Regions from separate parts of the Hordeum vulgare genome. Here region 2 is linked to region 1. Evidence: chromatin contacts called from public Hi-C data. All regions are on one chromosome and are shown on one strand. Each heading gives the region's core, a stretch centred on a gene start, on an enhancer-like site or on the middle of the called end of the contact. The rest is flanking DNA. Distances are from core to core; before and after follow the strand shown.

Region 1 (4,834 bases), core at 1,285-3,784:
TTACAATAAAAAAGTCTACATGTTTGATCAAAATAAAGATACTTTGATTTTAAATAAAATTTATATGCAAACTAAAAAACTGGAATGTAAAAAACAGCCAATGCCCATTTTCGGTGAGATTTTGGCAAGTTCTATGGTCGAAGGTCACGGGATCCCGTCTGCGCACGGCGGAATTTCCTTGTTGATTCTGATGAGTTCCATGACTAAAGGTCATGGAAACCCCGTGTATGCATAGAATTCTCTTGTCGCTTAGCATTGACCGGTTTACAACTCATCCTCAATTTTTCCTTCAAAACGGTAAGGTTGGCGGGGTGGATTCTCACGTGCATGTAAAAATTTACGGGTTTGGTCTCTTTTAAGGAAAACGCTTTCACCCGGTACATCGGTCGAACCGTTCGGACGGTCGCGCGCGGGCTGTGCGCGATCGCTGACTGGGCATGCAACATTTTTTCGTTTAAATTGTTGTAACCAGCGTCATTTTTGCTCCAAGCGTTATTTTTTTTGCTACATTTATCCTGTAAAAAAACTGCATATATGTTTGGTTGCAACTCCAGTTCGTCGGATTTTTCGTTACAATCGATGTTTTTTACTTTTGGTACAACCGTGTTAATTTTTGCTACAATCGGCATCATTTTTTCTTGCAACCGTTCACTAAAAAAGTTGCATGCAAGTCACGTAAATATTTGTTACAACCAGCGTTTGACTTTTGCTACCACGCACCATCAGCTTCGTTTTTTGTTATGATCACGTAAATATTTTTTTTTCTATAAATTTTATTTTTTGTTGCAACCGTTGAAAAAATTACTACATCGCATCGAATTTTTGTTGCATCGAGGAAAAAAATATTGCATGGAGATCCAACGGTGCGGACGCGCACGGTTGATGGATCGTGCGGTCCGTTATTTTATACGGGCTTGACCACTTATAAGGAGTGCTAGAGTTAACTTCAATGGTGGCATCACTCGATATTTCCCCGGTGCATGCATGAATCCAGGATGATGGATCGATGATTAATGGTGGTAATACGGCAATACGGTGTACACGGTCTGCACGACGGTGAGAACGAGCAGGAGCACGGCGGCAGCGGCGGACATGCTCGTCCACGGGTTGCTGAAGTAGTCGTGAGCGAGCACGGCTCGGTGACGGTTCCAGCTGCGGCCGCAGTACTCCTTCACCTCGCGGAACATGTCGGCGTAGCAGTTGTTGGTAACACCCGGCGTGCCGGCGGCGGCACCGCCGCAGAGCTCACCAAGGTGCGCGTAGAACGCCGCCGTCTCCTCGTCCCCCTTGACGAACACCCCGGCCCGCTGCAGGATCTTCACGTCGCGCCGCCCGTGCGCCGCCACCGACGCCATGAGCACCACGTAGCTCATGAGCCGCTGCAGCTCCCACCGGCCCCGGCTCTGCTCGTATGCTAGGAGGTTGGCGAACATGGCGCGGTTTGTGTAGCTTTCCACGGCTGGGATCTCGAGCACGCCGTCGCGGGCGCGGAAGGTCACGTCGACAAGGCTCCGGGGCGACTTCTTGGCCCGGAACGTGATGCCGGCGTCCTCCAGCTCCGACGCCGAGGGGAGCAGCCACGGCAGGCGTTCGTCCATGGGCTTGGCCAGCCACTCGTTGAACGCCTCGTCCTCGGCCATCTTGCTGTCGCCGCCACCGGCGGGAGGGACGGCGGCGCCCTCGTCTTGTGGTGGGAGGAACCAGTGGTAGTAGAGGTGCAGCAGGTGGAGGATCTCGCCGTCGGGGAGCGTGGCCGTGGAGGCATCCTGCGGGGTCTCGACGGTGAGGTACTTGGCGAGGAGGCTGGTGACAAAGTGGTCGCGTCCTCGTCCGCCGGTGGCGATGGCGTAGAAGCGCTCGAGGACGAAGAAGGGGAGCTGGTTCTCCAGGAGGAAGAGGTCGCTGTAGACGTTCTGCATGGCCCAGGCGGCGTCGATGAGCGCGTCGGCGGCGCCGTCCTCGCCCTTGAGGAAGAACTCGACGATGAAGCAGCCGTCGAGGAGGAGCATCTCGGCGAAGTCCCGCTGAGGGAGGTGGTCCTCGGTGGGCTCAGCGTAGCGTCGGCGCGCCGCGGGCTCGAGGTCCCGCGCGGCGCGGGCGTAGGACGCGAGCGGCGCGTCGCCCCGTGCGAGGAGATCGCGGAGGTAGCGCCACTTGTGCTCCTCCATGGCGCGGAGGCGGGCGGCGCCCCGGTGGAAGGGGCCGACGGAGACCATCTGCGGCTCGTAGAGGTGGCGGTTGCGGTCGCGCATGGGCCCCGCCACCCGGAAGATGGTGAAGGGCTCGCTCTCGTGCGGCTTCCCCGGAAGCGCGTCCAGGCGCCGCTGCATGCGGGATGCCATCTCTTCGTCCGCCTCCTCGCCGACGGCCGTGCTGCTCTCCTCCAACCTGCTCTGCATGGACGTGGACATCTCCTCCGCCTCTGCGTGTTTGTTTCCCTTCCCGGGCATAACGGTGACCTCGTCGTCGTGATCCGCCGTGGCGAGCAGTGGCTGGGCTGCGGGGTCCATCTTCACCTATAGCAGCTGGGGAGGCAATGGCGATGTCCGTGCAACAGGCCGTGTTAAACAGGCGTCAAAGATACTGGAGGAGAATGCGTGGGAGACCCGGAGCCACCCAACAAGACTTCCAACAACACATGGGTGGCTTGAAAAATCTTTGACTCTCCACAAAAGATGCCACAAGTAGGTGAAAGATTGAAAATTCAATAGCTTCATTACAACTTACTCCTTAAGGAATACTCAAAATGATGTCAATTCCACTCCGTCCCAAAATAAGTGTCTTAAGCTTAGTACAAATTTATAATAAAGCTAATACAAAGTTGAGACAGTTATTTTGAGACAGAGGGAGTATATGGTAAAACATTCTCAAAATGTATAGGCGTCTGCAGCAAGTATTCATACAGAGCTCGCATCAACAGCAGTACGGTTTCAACCGGGCAACTGGAAGATGAATGACGTTTTGATGGTCTGGACGGGGTCGGTGCAAACTGTAGCCAGACAACTCACTCCTGGTCAGCTTGGGGACCGATATGGCTGGGATACTTGAATGAGATATCGGTCCACGTGCTTTGTCCTTCTGTCAGCTCCTTCACCACCGATGCCACCTCGTCGATGCCCACCCTCACCTGCTGCTTGCTGTCCCTCTCTCGGATCGTCACCTCCGTTGCAGAATCGACCGTTACTGCAAAAGGAACACCGATCTCGTCCGTCCTTGCATACCTCCTCCCGATAGAAATGCCTTCACAAGCAAATAATAATATGAGCATGTGCAGTTAGTAATCCTTGGTGTTATGTCCAATGATGATTTGGACAGCTATTCAACCACATCATCTTCCATCATGAAATTGCATGATATACTTCGTGGTATGACAACCAATGCTTTTTAAGTTTCTTTATTTAAGAGAAGAGAAGCTAATAAAGGTAATGGTCGAGAAACTATTTTCCTGCTCGATATGGTATATCACGTACCAGTCGTGTCAATAATGTGTGAGATGCCTGCGGCTGTTAATTCTTTAGCAAGCACTTTGGCGGCATCATCAAACTCTTGATTCTTTACCAGCGGGAACACAGTGCACTTGATAGGAGCCACGATAGGAGGGAACCGGAAGACATTCAGCTGTTCCTCTTCTGATTTGCTAGGTCTTGTGTAGAAGGAATGTTCAAACAGACAATAGATTATCCTCCCTATGCCAAATGAGGGTTCAACAACTGAAGGGGTGAAGACTCGCTGGTGCTCCACCTTCTTCTCCATACTGATCGATACCATTTTCTTTGTAATCACCACGTCCTTTCCAAGTGTGCAAACTTGGAAGTTCATCTCCCCCTTAGATTCCAATGCAGCCTTCATGTCCATTGCTTCCTTTTCACTCATAGCCTGATTGTCCAAGAATAAAGTCAACAACAAAAGTTTCTACTTTGATAGACAGGATAAAACGCCTAAGAAACTGCAGACAGAGCACAAGATGTGTTACCTCCAATGCTTCAACCACCATCTTCTGATTGCCCTTGAAAGCAAGCCCTAGGTCTTTCTTTGAGGGCACGATAACAAGTTTCTGTAGCAGCAAGGAAATTCAGATATATTAATGCTAGACCTAATTGATTATGCGTTAAAGGGCAAAGACTATAATAATGTCATCAAAGAATGCTTCTTGATGAACTTGTAAGATACTTAAGGAGCAAAAATAAAACATAACAAGTAGCACACATTATTTAATGGTACTCCCTCTGTACCATAATATTTGTCGCTGGGGGATGCTGTACAGAGGGTGTACATTATTAGTGACTCCAAAAATACTGAAGAATCAAGACGGTAGATAACTCACCTCAACTTCTCTAGGCTTTGAAAACTTTTCATGAGCAACAAGTGGAACACCACTTTTCTCCTATGATACACCAATCAGGAAAGCATGATCAACATTAGTTGCACACTCAAGAAAAGTGGAGCTAAATATATTAAAGGAGCTACTTCAATTTCAATTCCAACATGTCCAAAGGACTAAAATCAGTAACTGCAAATTATTCATGGATGTGATATAGGCTTACAGAATGAGCTTTTAAATCATATGCAGATCTATCTGCAATGCCCACACACTCTATCCATCCATAAGAACACTCAATCTCCGCATCCCAGCAGTCAGCGGCATAATGAGCCATCTCATTAGGTAGATGCTGTCTGAAGCGCAATTTGCTCTTATCAATTCCCAAACGTGTCAGGAAAAGATAGACCCTTCCAATAAAGTAACCAAGTGTCTCATTATTAACAGTTCCCTGTAAGGAAGAAACATATAGTAAGTTCATGAAATGGAAGCAAACCACCTCTAATCCGAAATGGA
Region 2 (5,057 bases), core at 2,488-4,987, 280 kb before region 1:
TGCCACGCATGTGAATGCGCATGAAGCCAATGAACTCGGTGTAGTGCCATCAAAGATCACCGGACAACGAGGAACAGCAACGTAGCCGAATGCAGCAGACATTTTTTTCTCTTTTTTTTCTTTTTTTGATTTTTTGATTCTTTTTTTTTAGGAATCACGTCGAGACAGGAGAATCCGGGCGACGAGATCAGAAGTTGGTAGCGACGGGATCCAGCAGGCAGCAATCCGGCGGAGATCTGGGCGCAAGGGCTGGCTGCTGGTCAGATCGGATCCAGCAGGCTCCAATATATGGAGCGCAACTGCTGGCTGGTCCGATCCAGCAGGAAGAAGCAGGAGAGGATCCGGATCGGGATCGAGGCAAGAAGCAGCAGGAACTGCCGGCTGGTGTGCTCCACAGGAAGAGACGGGACGGGAACTGCAGGCTGGTGCGAGGACTGCCGGCTGGTGCGCTCCACAGGAAGAGACGGGACGGGAACTGCAGGCTGATTCGATCCACGGGAAGGAATCCGGCGACCTGATGAAGACCGGCAGGAGGGGATCCGGATCGGAACAGGCAGGAGACGAGATTGGATCGGAGCACGAGTTGCGCATGCAAAAAAAAATAACCTAAGGCTCTAATACCATGTTAGGAAAGCAACTTATGTTTATTGAAGGCCCAAGGAGCATATATATATTACACAAGACTTGAGGTGCAAGGAAAGTAAACATAGACTAATAAGGACTCTAGACTAATACTAATAGACTAATAAGGACTCCTAGACTAATACTAATACTTCCTAACAGCATCTTATCAGAAGGTTGATGGATATACAACTCTCTGATGAGTCTGATAGCCTCCATTGGAAGTTAACTATGAATGGTACCTTCTCGGTAAAATCTATGTATTTGGACCTAATTGATTCAGATCCGATACCAAAATCGATACATATTTGTAAGGTCAAAGTACCCTTACGAATCAAAGTCTTCATGTGGTTTGTTCACTAAGGATAATTTGGCCAAACGTAATTGGGAGGGTAGTCAAAGATGTAGCTTTTGTGATCATGATGAAACCATCAAACGCCTCTTTCTCGATTGTCCCCTGGCCAAGATTTTATTGCGTTCAGTTCATATAGCCTTTAATATCACACCTCCAGATAGTATACACACGTTATTTGGGACGTCGTTAAATGGAGTAGATACTAATAGTGCGAGACATATTCGGATAGGAATATGTGCATTACTATGGGCTATTTGGAACTGCAGAAATGACATGGTGTTTAACAGACAAAATCATACAATTTTTTTGCAGGTCATCTACAGGGCCACTGCTTGGATCCGTATGTGGTCGTTACTCACCCCTGCGGAACCAGGGAGCCTTTGGTTACTATGTCTGTCCTGTGGGAGATGGTAGCTTGGGATATCTACAACCGGTTTGGATGACAGTCCAGGATATGTGTTTAGTCATCTAGTCTTATTTTCGCCGATTGTGGCTCTTTTTGACTTCTAATAGCTTTTATTTTCAGCTCGGTGCATGCTTGTTATGGATCACAGACTGTTTGGATTATTTCATTGATAAAAGGGCTGCATGCATCTCTCTGATGCATAGGCCGCGGTATTCCTCCTTTTCTAAAAACAAAAACAGTATCACTCTACAACTGAGTACGAAACTGCATAACACACTTCCCTAGTACGGCAATTAGTCCCCAATACTCCCCCATTTCAGTCAGCTAACCAAAGCTAAAATTTAACCGAATTCCCCACAATTCAATTTGAATAGCAGCACTATTCACGAATTATGCAAAGATTGTCTATCCCCCCCCCCCCACGGAAATATTAGGCAATTTTCTTACCGAGGTACCGTATCCTACATACCTAAAAGAGTGATCCCCACTACTTCTAATTATCTCAATATGCGTGCATCCACATCATCAAAATTGTTGTAGCCATTAGATTTAGGACCCGAATATCCAGCAAACGCCAGATTTTTAGGCATGGCAAATAGGAAGTTTTTCATGGCAAATTATGTTTATCGAGGGTGGCAAATTTAGTTGGCGAGCATGGCAAGTCTGCCTCAGTTTATTTTTTTGCCAGAAAACTGTCATGCTTGCCAACTAGATTTTCCAACCTCATGCCAACATAAATTGCCATGAAAAAGTTTCATGCCATGCCAAAAATCTGACATAAGATTTTTAGCATTTTCATAGATTTACTAGGTTGATCACCTAACATCCGTCTGATCTACGCATGAGAATCATCTACTATGCAACATGCATTAGCGCATTTTAAGTGGGCTTTTAATTAAATTGCATTTAATTGTGACATGCACAACTTTTCATGGTAAGATTTTTTTTTGCTTATGCAGAAATTTCTCACATAGTTTAAATGTAAGGACTTAATTAGTATTCTACATAATATTTTAGAAACTATATATATCCAATTCTGCGGCAACACGAGGGGTATCGTCTACTATGCAGAATTGGCATGACCCAACCCACAGAATCAGCAACATGGAGCAATAGTAATCAACATGTTGCAACAAAATGGCACATGAAGGAAGAAATATGTGCGGTCAGCACCACAATCAGAGCTCAATTGGTCCATTCTACACCCACAAACATTAATATAGCTGGAATTTGACAACCCAAAACGATTTTTAATTCCCATTTTATAACGCCATGACGAATTTTGAACAGAGTACCAATATCACTCTACAACTGAGCATGAAACTGCACACCACACCTGTCTAGAGCAACAATTTATCCCCGATACACCTCCATTTCAGTCAGCTATACCAAGATAAAATTTAACTGAAATCCCCACACTTCAATTCGAATAGCAGCACTATTTGAATATGATTCCCAATATTCCCCAATTCAATTCAATTCAATTCAATCTAACTGAAACTGCACGCCACAGCTGAGTCAGCTGAATCTATAAGGGAGTTGCGAAGCCTCACCTTTGGCTGGGATATACACGATGCCGCTCCCGGTGACACCATCCATCCCGGGGTTATACTTTCTGAGCAGGTCCATCTGCTCCGGCGAAGAGAAGCTATGGTTGGCGGCGACGGATGCGAGCGTCTCCCTGTCCCTGAGCGGGTATGTGAGGAAGAGGCCGTAATCCGTGGAGATTCCGGCGTCGCCGCACGAGCAGTTGACGGTGACGTTGACGAAGCCGACGTCGGGGATGTTGTTGGCCGGGTACGTGTTTGTGGCCTCCAGCCAGCCGGGGGTGGTGAGGTTGTTGAAGTTGTCTGCGATGCTGGTGTAGGTTTCACCGGAGGTGACTTTGTAGGGGATGGAGGCGGCGAGGAAGGTGGAGGCCGGGTCAGACAGGCTGGCGAGGCACCGGCAGGGGAAGTAGACGTTGAGGCGGTCCCCTGCGGCAACGAAGTCGAGATTGCGTATCGCGGGGTTGTACCTGCCGAGCACTCGGTAGTCGGAGAACCCGAAGAGCTGAGCGATGTAGGTGACGTTCTGGTTGGACGCGACGTAGTAGGAGCCGAGCGCGAGGTCGCAGCCCGAGGTGCAGCCGTCCCTCGCCGCGGTGGCCGCCGCCGCGGCCAGGAGGAGGAGGAGCAGGCGGAGGAGCGGAGCTTCCATGGAAGCGGAACCCTAGCGGGAGGGGCGGGAGAAGCTTGGCACCATTCGACAGTCTGTAGCCAGAGGGGATGGGTTGGGAGCGACTAGCGAGGTGGAGAAGACGCTGACGCGTCGGGGAGTTTGATTGACTCGCGACCGGGCGCTCGGCGGTTAGGCCACGGCGTTTCACTGCCAGCCAGCCAGCGGGAGGTGGACGCGGTCGTGCCGGGGAAGCGCCGCGCGGTCAAACGGAGCGTGCTACAAATTCCTGAGGTCCCGCCGGGCACGGGGCGGTGTCCCATCCGGCCGAAATGTCCCCGTCGCGCTCACGCGTACTAATGCTAATTGCGAGATTAGGCTCTAACCCTTTTTAAGCGTATTTAGGCTCTAACCTGCTGCACCACTGTAATGTAATTACACGTTCGCTTCTGGATTAAATGAGTGGTAGTAGAATAATTCATGACAAAGCAACTCCCTTCGAGGTACTTATGTATATACTGTATGTATGCTGCCTCCGGAACCTCCCCCGGCCGCCGTCGGCACGTCGGCCGGTGACATTTGGAGCTATTCGTTTCGGGGATTGTTTGGGACTTGGGCGCCGACGGCGGCGTCCTGTGCTCTGGAACTACCATCTGGAGCAAAGCTGGACGGCGGGTGTTTCATGCGGTGGTTCGTCATTCGCTGGCTTGACATTCCCCGTCCAATTATATCCACTAATTATATGGCGTGTTGGGGAGGGGGAGAAAGAGAAACTGGTTTATCAGAGTTGTTATTTTAGCACCGTTGTCTGATTGAGACGCGTGCATGACGTGCTTGTCTGTTTAATAGACAGCGAAATCGAAAATGTGGAATAGAATCAACGAGATTTATTCCACGCCTTCCGACGATATGTATTCAATGAGAAAAGACGTATCCGTCGACTATGAAAGCGCGTGTAGCGACGGAAGCACTCACACACAACACCACACCCCCACAAGTACGGTTACCAAGGGCTCCTGCGATCTTGCCGGCGATGGCGGCGCTTCCCTAGTTTCCTCGGCTACGTTTGGGGACGATGATCCTCACGATCCCGTCTCTCCTGTTTCTCCGCCGCTCCCGCACTTTACTATCTTCGACGTCTACGCGCAGTCGAGCGTGGTCGTTACTAAGATGGCGGAGGAGGAGGCGAACTATGGAGTTTCGGTTCCTGGTGGTACTTCAATGCCAGGAGGAGATTTGTCGATCCGCGTTTTGGATCAGGCTGCTAAGGGTAAAGCATCAGTTGCGAAGGAATCTGCATCATCTTCTGCGGGGGACAACGCGGCGGCTATGCTTGATCGTCTCAATCTCACAACTCAGGAGCCTACAGCGTTTGTTCTCGAGGAGGATGACGAGGATTACCCTGGCTGTCTGTCATGGGCGCTAGTTGGGAAGGTTTTGGCTCCTAACACTCTTCATGTTTCAACGATCAAGGCTGCTCTTAGGCCTGCGTGGGGAAACCCTAGGGGTTTGGAGTTT

What was found. A called contact is a pair of places that touch in the nucleus more often than the background predicts.
Region 2: a contact with region 1 is called in a Hi-C map of leaf, with 5 times the contacts expected there. The contact joins the promoter of LOC123408894 here to the promoter of LOC123413575 in region 1. A contact is called at or near these places in 4 of 6 Hi-C or Micro-C datasets (leaf and seedling) and 1 of 1 datasets of contacts at active chromatin or transcription factors (embryo).

What each region holds. Positions count from the first base shown.
Region 1 is chr7H:215,024,357-215,029,190 of MorexV3_pseudomolecules_assembly, reverse strand. It overlaps LOC123413575 (UPF0481 protein At3g47200-like), which reads right to left and starts at 2,534. Exons shown (of 1, transcript XM_045106510.1): 1 at 932-2,534. The coding sequence starts at 2,510. The coding sequence ends at 1,011. It overlaps LOC123413574 (glycine--tRNA ligase, mitochondrial 1-like), which reads right to left. Exons shown (of 9, transcript XM_045106509.1): 5 at 4,545-4,769; 6 at 4,325-4,384; 7 at 3,974-4,054; 8 at 3,471-3,876; 9 at 2,627-3,240. The coding sequence ends at 3,005.
Region 2 is chr7H:215,303,808-215,308,864 of MorexV3_pseudomolecules_assembly, reverse strand. LOC123408894 (chitin elicitor receptor kinase 1-like) reads right to left here and starts at 3,737. Exons shown (of 11, transcript XM_045101925.1): 1 at 2,936-3,737. The coding sequence starts at 3,581.